Regions from separate parts of the Triticum aestivum genome. Here region 1 is linked to region 2. A link is a contact called in public Hi-C data. All regions are on one chromosome and are shown on one strand. Each heading gives the region's core, a stretch centred on a gene start, on an enhancer-like site or on the middle of the called end of the contact. The rest is flanking DNA. Distances are from core to core; before and after follow the strand shown.

What was found. Hi-C and Micro-C count contacts between places; a contact is called where the count stands out from the background.
Region 1: a contact with region 2 is called in a Hi-C map of leaf, with 3 times the contacts expected there. The contact joins the promoter of LOC123180080 here to the enhancer-like site in region 2. A contact is called at or near these places in 2 of 5 Hi-C or Micro-C datasets (both in leaf).

Annotation. Positions count from the first base shown.
Region 1 is chr1D:30,146,098-30,152,286 of IWGSC CS RefSeq v2.1, forward strand. It overlaps LOC123180080 (cilia- and flagella-associated protein 298), which reads right to left and starts at 1,808. Exons shown (of 5, transcript XM_044592041.1): 1 at 1,534-1,808; 2 at 1,371-1,432; 3 at 289-418; 4 at 1-16. The coding sequence starts at 1,723.
Region 2 is chr1D:29,973,989-29,979,868 of IWGSC CS RefSeq v2.1, forward strand. LOC123180076 (E3 UFM1-protein ligase 1 homolog) reads left to right here. Exons shown (of 20, transcript XM_044592036.1): 14 at 4,129-4,194; 15 at 5,019-5,065; 16 at 5,135-5,198; 17 at 5,749-5,826. Among protein-coding and RNA genes, the nearest start is that of LOC123180076, 16 kb to the left of the region's middle. Within about 2 kb of position 2,268, at least 5 of the 8 cell types and tissues checked have an H3K27ac peak or open chromatin away from gene starts, as enhancers often do. A contact at or near this core is called in leaf, where this site is marked.

The DNA of each region.
Region 1 (6,189 bases), core at 558-3,057, 170 kb after region 2:
CTGTCACGCTTTTCATCTGGATATTGTTTACAAGAACGAATTAAATACTAAGAAGAGGATATCCCGCGTTCCAGAGAAAATGGAGAAATAAATTTAAACTCTAAAGGAAACTTTGTCAAGTTGAATAGAGGTTGATACACTTTTAAGACATTCAGATAGCTCACAGAAACCAGGAAATATACAGAATAACCTACCTATTGTGGAATTCAGTCTTTCTCCAGGAATACTGTATCTACATTACAGTTTTCGCAAATTTGCATCTCTGGTATCTAAACTCATTCGAGTTACCTGATTTTGGATGTTGCGGACACAAGGCCTCCGAAGTGTCTGGTAGAGCATTAGCAGCTGTCTTTTCAATATTCTTGATATGTTCCCTTAGAGCATGAGGGGACACGAATTTGTTATGACGTACTTGTACCTGCAATAAGATTCGGATAGATCTCAACTCTTCAACCGAAACATTCCAGCAAGGACTATCGTGATATATCAACTCTTAAAGAATTTTGATTGATTGATAATAAGGCAAGGGCTAATTTAGCTTTCATTTCCGAATCTGGAAATACTGACCAAGAACCAAGCAAATAAATTGCATGGGCATGTTCAGAAACAATTATTACATGATGTAGCTGAGAGGGAAGTCAAACCAATGTACAAGACTTCTAAAACACGAAAGTTCTGGCTACCAAATAAGCAAACGCAGAAACACGCTAAGAAACTGCAGGCCAAACCAGCGGCCTTTATGTAGCAACTGTCGATGGTCTGTGACATAGCAGAAGCTAGCTTTTCATCATCTACATTTTCTTGAATGCTAAATAAAAGTTCTGAAATGATTGTTATTCAGACAAAAAGAAACAATGGTTTCGCTTGTTAATGTAACAAATGTCTGCAAGCCCTTTAAACTGCATGCCAAAGCGCCATAGACAGTAGCGACACCGGTTCATTCGCAAGTATACACACATGACACTTCCCAGACACTAAGCTCCGTTCAAACAAACCATGTTTCGGTGTCAACATAAAAATTACAAAAAATAAAGGAACTCATTAATTCTTATTGGCTGGTGCAACCTCAGCTTATAATCCTGTTCAGTACATTCAGTACAATGTACATGAATGATGTAGCAGCAGCATAAGTTCATCACACCAGTAGGCAGGGGTAGTACAAGTAACAAAATCACACACATGTCTACAATTCCCCCCTCCATGGAGCTCAGTTCTAAGCCTGATGCGCTCAATCAACTGTATACTAGCTATCGACATCGATCCACACCTGAAGCCTCAAAGCTACAGAACATCATACTCCGAATTCAATCCCACAAACAAATCCAGGCATCTGAGTTGAGCAACCAGTGAAACGAATCGAGAAACTTTACCTTGGAGGCGTAGGCTTCGGCCTCCGACAGAGCCCTCTCCAGCTCGCCGCTCGGGCACCTCTCTGCAACCGCAACAAAAACATCAGCGCGTCAGTCTGAATTCGATCCGCTCATCCATGGCAGCGGCTAGCGCGACGCGGCGCCGGGAAGTTTTATCACTCGCCTCGGAGGCGGCGGCAGAGGGAGAGGACGCGGGCCTGGAGCCCGGCGGTGCCCGCGAGCGCGGCCGCCACGTCCGCGACGGCGGCGGTGGCGGCGCACTCGTACAGGAACTCCATCTCCTCCTCTACCTCCGATGGGGATGGGGACGGGGACGAGGAGGAGGTCGACGATTTCACGTGCAGCACCACCATGTCTGTCGCTCGCTTGCTCGCGCCGAAGATTCTGGAAGCTTCCTCCGGCTCGGGGATGGACCGGACCGGCCCAGCGTACGTGCTCAATGTGTCCAAGGAGGGAAGCTAGCGGCCGTTTGATCATAATCACACGGTGGGGAGTGAGACAAGCATTTAGCAACAAAAAATGTATAGCGTATTTTGGATAAGCCCACAGAGCGAATACCACGGCCTCCTTCGGCCCTCGGCCCATTTATATTTCTTGGCCTTGAAGCGCAGCTTTGAGAGTAGGTTTTCTACAGGTGTGGTTTTCCTCTCGTTTCTTCATTTTCCTTATTCTGACCTAGCTCCTTTTTGAATTTTTAAAATTTCTGAATATTTTGAAATCTTGAACATTGTTTGAATTTATGTACATTCAAAATTAGTGATTTAAAAAAAATCATGATTTTTGTAAATGCTAAATATTTTTAAAATTCATGAACACTTGTGCACTTTATGACCATTGTTTGAATTCATGGTCATTTAAAATATGTCAAAAACCTGTTTTTTAACCAAACAACATCATTTGGTTTTTTCAGAAACAAATAGAATGGTTTCTCTCGGCAAAAAAGCCTGCGCAAGGTGTGCACACTTTTGGGGTGGTTCCATGCATCGAGCATGGAATAGGAGCTCCCTCATTGCGAGCGGGACCTCCTAACCGGCGCCTGTTGCGTCAGTTTTCCTTCTTGGCGCACAGAGCTGCCCCAATTGGGCTGGCCCATTTGTGCAGTACACTAGCAGGGTGCGAGGCACTGTAAGCGTTTCAAGTACTGTAGCAATATCAGCTACTTCAGCATCCTGAGGTACTATACTTCTGACAAGACTTCTCATGAACATATACCAAATTCACATGATTACTTATGACAAGACTTCTCACATGTCCTTAAGAATAAAAGTAACTACTCACAAATCATATTCATGTTCAAGATCAGAGGGGTGTTGAATATCATTAAGGATCTAAACATATAATCTTCCACCAAATAAACCAACTAGCATCAACTACAAGATGTAATCAACACTATTAGCAACCCACGGAGGCGGCAGCGAACATGGACGCCAAGGAATACACCAGGTGGAGCGGTGCGCGTGCAGACCACCGTGATGGGTTGTGCTGGCCGAACCAAGCCCTGGCGGGGCGCACGGCTGGACGAGATCCAGACCGTTGTCAGCAGCCCGCATGGGTGGAGCTTGGAGCTGAGCATGAGATTTGTTTGGACAAAAATATTGGCGCAAGGACCAAGGATCAGGCGTGATGTTATCTAAAAAAGGAAAGAAATACAAGCCCAGAAGCTACCTGTGACGGATTGGAGTTTGACTAGCTAGCTTGTCATTGATCTCCTTTGGTACGTGCACACAGGAAGGCTACAAGGGGTTTTATTTTGGTCTCCTTTGTTTGGTACACAATTTGTGTATGGATGTCAGTCAGGGTTGAGGATTTGGGAGCCTGGAGCGCGTCATACAGGATCATGCAAACACAGGGCGTCCAAGACATGAACAGATGTGCAAGCAGTTGTGATGTAGGATGGAGCATGATTGCAGTCGGATATGTTCAGCTGGGTTGGACTGGACAGTCTGACGGATCGACGCGAGTCGGTTGGTCCAGAAGATGATGGTGGAATCAGCGACATCGACGTAAAAGTGTGATGGTGACCGACTTCTGGGGTGTGGAAACACGTGACACATGTCCAAGGGCTTGTGTGGCTTCGACAAGACAATGGCGTGGGGTTGACTCAAGATGGTGCACTTGAGAGTTTGAAGTCGATGGGGCGTGAGGGTGGACTGATCGTCTACCATGGAGTGATGTTGAAGGTGGAGCTGAAGTATAATAAAGACTTCACTCGGTGCTGATTGAGGGGCTACAGCGTAAGTCGACGGAGTCGAAGCCTATTCAGGCGGGGGAGAGCAAGTGATGCGTAATTCGGACTGGAGCCAGTGGTCTGATGGAAACGTGAAACTCGTCATTGGTCGGTGATGATCGGTGGTACTCTGCAGTGAGGGTTGAGTGATGTTGGTTCGCGACCCTTGAGACTCGATCGGAACAGCAGTGGCTTGACGCGGTAATAGCGGCGAGGCGTGCGGTATGCATGGGGCATGGAGACGGGCCAGGGCTCTGGTGGTCATACATGTGGTGAGACAACTGCGAATTTGATTCGGGATGACTACAAGCAATGGTGAAATTTCTTCTAGTTTCAGACGGGCAATCAAGAAAGGAGCAGTGGTGTTGATTTCAGGTAACTCTTATGTATGACACGTAATATGTGAGTTGTTCACTTTCACGCAGGTCAGTGAATGGTGTGTGATGGTGTTGGACGGATACTATGAAAGTTGGGAACACAAACTAGAGCAAGGGGAAATTAATTTCGCTCGAGCGTTGACTGTGGTCAAGAAAAGGATGGACTACAGGTTGCAGGTGAAGTCACATGGAGTCTTTGGAGTAGCAACGGTACTCATGGAATAAACTCAGTCCAATGTACATGAATATTTGACACATGGACGAATTCAAGGTGGTGGAGAATATTCGGCAAGGTGAAGTTTGTTAGAGTTGTGTCGAATATTATATACAAGGTAGGTTATAGTTCGATTCTGAGTTGTATTGTGTTTACAGGGTACGAAGTCGTGTCCAATTAGGACACTTGTATCTTAGGCCTCTCATATATAGTGGGAGTAGACACACGATGTAATCTATGCCAACGTAATAGCACAGGCACACGGGGGAGCTGGCGGCGCGTGCCGGCGCCCGGATAGCCGAGGTGCGGTATTATGACGGTGTCATGGAAGGAGCGCCCGTAGTCAGACCCCGAGGATGTAGCCATATTGATGAATCTTATTAATAAATCTCAGTGTCATGCTCGTGTGATTGCTTAATCCTTAAATAATTAACTACGTGCCTTAAATTTATTCTAAACACAGAGTCCTCAGTCTCGGCCCGGTCTAGGCGCGGAAGCTACCCAAAGGAACCGAACCTTAGTGATCTCCCTGGAATGTTCACAATACCATGAATAGTTCATTGTTTACGTGTTGAGTTGTTAGTCACTAGCCCATGCATGCAATCGCACTGGTTGATTACTAGGTTTTTTTTAACTAAAACTAGATGACCCGCTGCGCCCATGGCGCAAAGGCCGAGAGCAAGCCAATTATTAAAAGAATGTACATCAAAAATATGTAGACACATAAGAAAACATATGAAAATAAGTACTGATTGATAATAGATAGATGGTTGCTGATGGTACATGTTTTTAAGAAGCGTACGAACTATCATTTACAATGTTATGAGCAAGGCATGTAGATAGGCAGAGCTACATTAGACAAATGTATCACGGGATGTTTAGAACGATTTCTTCGAGGCAAATCTTCATAGCTGTTGTTCTTCATGGCCCAAGGTGCACATATGTCTCACATCCGATGCAAATATGGCGCTGCGTGCCCACCATGCGAGGCAGCGGGCGCGGGACACCACGGTGGAACCATCGTCGATCTCACGTCCATCGGCAACATGCAGACTCCATGCTTTGACAAGAGTAGTTCATGGATACATCAACGCCTCAAGTCCCATGAGTTGTTGTGTGTCCCATGTCCTACTCTACCTCGCCATTTACCGCACTTCCACTTCGAGGGGCACAACCAACCGTCGGACATGGACACTACTGAAACATTAAGGACGGTCACCGGTGGAAATTTAGAATAGTTTTATGTTACATGTAATCGTATGGATTTGATGATTTGCAAATGAGATATTAGATTGCGGAACATTTTTCTGTTTGTTCACTATCTGCAGACACATCTGGAGACATCCGCACGTTTGGGAAAGGATTTTGATACTTATGGTTGTAGATTCTCTTATATTAAGATAAGTGGGAATAAATCTGACAAAACAATACAGATTATACCAATTACATAAAGTACAAGTTAGCATCAAAGATAATATTACAACCGTGCCATTGTGACAAGAGCCACACACTCTGGAGTCTGGACACCTATATACACGGGTTGCACATATGACATATAACGCCAGAGATAACCATGTGGTGGATTGTTGTCCTTTTCCATCGACCAGTTCATCCTCTTCCTCTCCCCACTGTACTCGAGAAAGCACCTGCTAGAGGCGGCTCACGCTGGGCTCCTTCTTCGCGGCGGATCATGCTGCAGCTTGGCGGGGGAGTGGCTCTGGCTGCAGCTTAGAGGCGCTGCGGCTCCAACTGCATCTCGGTGGTTCGGCAGCTCGGAGGCGCAGCAGCTCCAACTGCATCTGGTGGTCCGGTAGCTCCAACTGCATCTCGGCGGTTCGGCAGCTCCCGCTATAGCTTGAAGCTGCGGAATCGGCAGATGGCGCCACTGCCACTCGTATCGGCGAGCCAAATCCTCATAGTTGTTGTTGTCGCTCCCTGCCGAAGGTGGCATTTGTTCTGGCTGTGTGGCAGCCTGGCACTCCCTGAAGCTAGTTACTTTCC
Region 2 (5,880 bases), core at 1,018-3,517:
ACACTCATCAATTGAATCTAGCGTAGTACTGTATGTCGGTTGCGTGCTTGCGCCGTGAGCTCATTTGTTGCCCTCTGGCGTCGCAATTTCTGAAGGAAAGGGATCCATGTGTAATATACACCGTGTACATTCTAGGGGGTCGTGTGACAGCAGAATCAACTTCTTAATTTTTGACGAGCAACCAAATACCGACTGACAGCATGTATTGAGGTAGAAACACCTTGAAACTCTGGTGGTTCCTTTAAGAACAATGACTGCAAGCAAATATTTTTCGAGAACCTTTTATCTTGTGATCAACTAGAAACACATTCTTCTCGTCCAAGTGCCACACGAAACATCAGAGTATGAGTAGGCTGCAAACGCCTGTCAAGACAAGCGTCCATTCGAACGCACGTGGCGTTTTCGGTCAAGGTTTTGGGACTCGTTGGGGCCGTTCGCACGTGACATTTTATTCACTAATAATTAATTTGGCCATTCTCCCTTTTGATGTTCTACACCAATCATCACCCCAAGACTTAGGCCGACGGATCTTCAGCACTCGTCAGAGTCAAACCCCATCCTTGCATTGCAACAAAGGGAATGTTGTGGAACCCTTTGCAACATAGCTCCTGTTGCAGAAACATTTACAACAAAGTTCATGTTGCAGAATTTTTTCACAACATAGGCGATGTTGCAGTTTTTTTGAAAAAACATTTGCAACAGAGATCATGCTACCGGAAACTTTTGCAACTGAGACCATGTTGCGAAAATAAATTGCAACAAAAATGATGTTATAGAAATGCTGCCGCGGCCGACCGGCCGTCGTTCATCGTCATCGTTTATGAGACCGTCGTGGCCATCGTTCATGGCACCTAACATCCCGCACAGGCCGCACAAAGGCTGATGTGCGGCCGTTGCCAAAGAAATCGAGACTGCAGAGAGAACGCAACACCAGGGACACGATGGCTTGCCTATAGAAGCGGTCGCTTCCCTCATAGCAACGTCGGTAGCAATGCAGTGCGACAATAGGAGTAAAAGCAACGGGCAAGGCGGCGAGGTTACAAAAGTAGCAGCGCCATGTTCAGGAGCTTGAGAAAGAAGCCGTGGAAAATTGTGGATGGATAACGATGTGTTGGCGTTGACTCACGAAAGAAAAGGGATGCTCTGGTTCGAGTTGGATATTTCTAGAGAAAGGTGGGACCAGAAGAGCACAAGACCATTCGATCCCACATACAATCCGATGGCTGGACGGAAGCTTTTTCCTTTAATATTGGGGAGCTACCCAAATTATTTCACAATTTTAGCCCAACCCTATGACCAACCTCTAGTTTAAATCCCTTTATTCCTTTTCCTCTCCTTTTTATGCCAAACAAATGCCAAGCCTTGCCAATAGACTGTGGATAAATTTTTGGAGCTTTGAAATGATTCAGAGACCACAATTTAAGTTTTCACGACTTTTGGAATTCATTTGACCCACCAAATGTTGTCCCCCAAGCCTCCTTTTTTGCGGGGAAATGCCACCATGGCTAGCTTTATTAAATCAGACAATAATTACATTGTTCACTAATTGGCTGATTAGGAAACCCGGGGCTTCATCAATCCAATTATCATCACACTCATTACAAAAGCTGAATTTAGCTAGCTCATGAGCTACCGAATTAGCATCCCGAAAACAACGCGAAAAGATGACCTTCCGTATTGATGTTGCTGTGTCAATGCACTCAGCAAAGATTGCCGCTGCTGCATCCCACCATTGATTTCGTCCTTGGCACTTTGGCAGTAGTTCACCACACTCAAAGAGTAGGACTCTGCTTCAGTTCTGTCAAAACCCAGAGTGTTTGCGAAATTTAAACCATCATGCATTGCCATAGCCCCAACCGTCACTACATCAGCTGCAACATTAACGAATCTGCATTGTGCAGCAATAAAGTGGCCTTTATCGTCCAGTAAGACAGCGCCTGTCGCACCCGATTCCTCCTTTGCATTAAAAGAAGCATCTACATTCAGTTTGATAAATTTCGAACCCGGCCTCTTCCATTTGTGCAGTCACATCCTTGTTACCGCTAACAGACTTGGTATGATTTGCAACAATTGCCATAAGTGAGTTAGTCCACCCAAACCCAAGCCTCCTTTAATTTTTTCTTTAAAAGAAAAAGAAGAATTTAAATTTAACCAGCCCTCCCTCTCTTCTCAGCTTTTCTTTTTGAGCAAACAGGATGTCAGTGCACAACTAGAGTGTGCGCAGTCCACACAGCCGGCCCAAGCCCGCTGGACCCCACCTGCCCTCTCCGCGCTGTCGTCTTCTCCAGAGAGATCGAGGGGACGCGTGTGCCGGCCGACATCAGCGAGCAACCGCCGCAGCTCTCCTCTCCCCTTGAAGCATCCCCAGCCACCCAAACCCTAACCCTACTCCCCCCACTCCCTTCCGCCGCTGCCAGGTGGGTCTCCCCCTCTGTTTCCTTCTCCACCAAGCAAGCCGAGGAGCGCCAGAGCATCGCCGGAGCAGGCCACCGCGGCCAGCGTCCTCCGCCGGCGTTTTCTGCGTGACCAGGAGCCCCTCCTGCACGACCACTTCCTCTACTCGGACGACCTCGAGCTCGGACGTCTCCACGCCGTCGAATTGGTCGACCTCCTCCTCTTCGGTCTGTTCGCCGTCACCGTTCAAATTCGCCGCCGGCAGACCTCCTCCGCCCTTTTCGGCTACGCCAGCATCACCAGGTGAGCAGCCGCGCCAAAAGCCCCAACCTCTCCCCCCTCGATTTCGTCCTCGGAGCACGACCTCCGGGAGCGCCACCGTTCGGTTCGGTCGCCGGGGTCGTTCCGATTGTTGCTAGGTCGCGCGCGTGGCGTCCTTAGACTCACACTACACGAGCAAGTAGACCTCTCGCTCGTTCGAGAGGTCTAGCGCTCGAGCATCGCCCCTAACTTTTAAAACCAACATTAGGCTCAGACGACTTAAATGGCCCAATTAAATTATTGTCCTCTCACCACGCTGACAAATGCATTGCATTACAATAAGATTTGGTTGTATGAAACATTTGGATTAATAATATGTGGAAAAAAAACTAAAAATACATACTATATATTGTACGTATTAAATTATTGTCCTCTCACCACGCTGACAAAGAACATATCGAGGACAGCCTGACGGTGACAAATGCTTATTGATGCAGGGAAGAAGAAAATGAACACCATGCTGTCAGAAAATGCTGAAAGGAGGCCAAGTGTGCTTGATAATCTGCAAAAGCAGCTAGATGAGGTAATCTGCTTTTGCATCCCAATTACTTTACTTTGTGCTTTCTTTCTAATATATAGTTTCTGGATACCCTTGAAATTGTTCGCTATTGCTAAATTGCTTTCCTGCATTTCTCTTCTGGTGCTAGATCATCTTACTTTTTTCAATTTTGTTCTTTGTCACCGCCAGGCTGTCCTCGACATGCAACTTTATGGAAAAGCTCTAGATGTGTTTGAGGATGATCCTGCTACCCGTGTAAGCTGCTATAGCCTATGGGCATTGTTCTCACAACATCGCTTGCTACTCAATACGTTATCAGCCTTTACTTAGGTCCTTTTCTTTACCTGTTTTCTGGTTTTCAGGGCATATTACACGACCATCTGCTCAGAACTATGGGTACTCCAATAGTCGACAAGATTTTATTTGGTCTGGTAACTTCTATAAGCTCACATCGTGGGGTTGCCTGCAAGATTATAATTCATAAATAATTTCGTGATGTATCCGTTTTGGCTTTAATTTTACCCTTGCAACAGTCCCTTAAATAACATGCACCCCTGATTGTGCTACTTCCCTCCTTGTGATCTTTCTTGCGCCACGAACTATGAAACTGTGACTAGCTTATGAATTATAATCTGAATAGTTTAAAAGGTTTTGTAACCTACTTCTCTGACTAGCACGTGTACTTTGGACTGAACTACCGATAGGATAAGGACAACAAATTGAAGAATGGAATGGAGTTTGAAGACAGTGAAGAACAGCATGTTCAGCTCAGCACTACTGAGCGTACTTTTCTGGTACAATTCACTTATTTCTTTTTTCCATATGTTATGTAATGTTTTCCTGTGTCAATCCTGTATGAAAATGTAATTTTGTTTAACTTTGTGGGTTGCTCTTTTTTGTTAAAAAAACTTCAGGCAAAGGATCTTCCAGGGCAATTGTCATCAAAGGCTCAAGCTTTAGTCGAAGCGCTGGAGGGAAAGGTTTGTCTGTAACCAAGAAATATTATTTGACGAATTGATTGAAGCCTTGAAGTCCTTAGTTCTGTATTTTTCTTGCTCTAAATCTAGTATGCATGACAGCTTAAATTCTGGTAATATGTTAGCACCTACAGTTAACAATCAAACATACCACAAAAACTTTAGTCTGGGTCTCTGGGTACAGCAGACGTTTGAATGATTAACATGATAAAATACTATACATTTTTGAGGCGATGAATCTATATATAGATGAAGTTCTTCCGTGAAGCTTCCTGCATTATGTTAATCACCAGATTGCCAAAATGCTATGTTATAAATACCCAACATTCACAATTTCTTGTTTGCTGCCTATACCCTGTAAAAACCCTGTCATTCTGTAGACTAACCACGAAACCCACTTCATGTTAATTTTCTGTGTGTTCTATGACATCAATTATTTGATCCTGTAATAACTAGTCAATTAAATATGCAACAGATACCCTGAAAAAAATGTTGAGATGAGAAGATAAGGGTTCAATTTCTTATTGATATATTACGTATTCAATTCCATTGTCAGAAAGTGTATATAATTCATACTAGGGCTAACACACTAGTTCAGATATAAGATTGCATGTAAGAAAGATCTTCCTCACCAATTTGTTATTCTCTGCTAGTTGATAAAATGTGCATGTTCCTAAGCATATGACTTGTGAGTTCTTTGTTGTCTAAACACATACACTAAATAAAAAAAATCAATAAGTGACTGTTGCTATGTCTTTGAGATCCACAACTTCTAATATAACTGGACTTTGTAGCTCTTTCTAACTTTTTCTTGAAATCCACAACAGCGGTTTGATTCATTTATGGACGCCTTAAGAGATACAGCAGAGGAAAGGTAACATTTTATGTTTGTACTTGATTTCCGCATTGGCTGGATTATCAAAGTGCTTACTCTCTTTTTCAGTGGTCTGTTATTTAAGAAGCTTGATGAAAGACTTGAGCCATTAATGCTGCATTCCCACCGCAAGGTATGTTCTTGGTATCTTCTATCTTGATGGTAGTATCAGAGCGTCTGGGAAACCAGTGGGAACTGACTTTCTTGATCTGGGCTTATCAGGTTTTTAGTTTTTGCTGGTTTAGGCCCTAAACGTTCCCCTTTGATACCCAGTTCAGGTGGAATGAGTATATTATCAGTTCATCACTTATTTGATATGCCCCAAACACTAATTGTTCTTGTGTTTTCATATTCTAAACTTAGCAAACCGCTCAAATAACCTGAACCATTCTGGTAGCACTTTTTAAAACCATGTCTTACAGTACGATCTTTGTTTCTATGAAAGTATGGTATTTTCCACGGTTAAAAAAATGCTGTTTCTTGTGTTTTTTAGCATCAAAGTAGTGCAAGTACAGAATAGCAGAATGCAAGTCAAAATCATCATGATAATATAAATTTACCAAGATTGTTAGACTCCTAGGCGCTCTTATAGATTGGTAGGGTGTGAATTCATACATGCTAAGTTTCTTTATGGATGAATTCTAGTGCTAATTATTTGACACCTTAATTTCTATGAATTGAAGGATTTGATAGCACAAGTTTCTTCAGAGACTGATCCAGTGTCCTTCCTCCCAAAAGTTGTTGCTCTGCTTTTTCTCCAGGTTTGCTTCATTGTATCTTTCCTGAAATAACACTCCTGCTTTCTCTCTGTATTT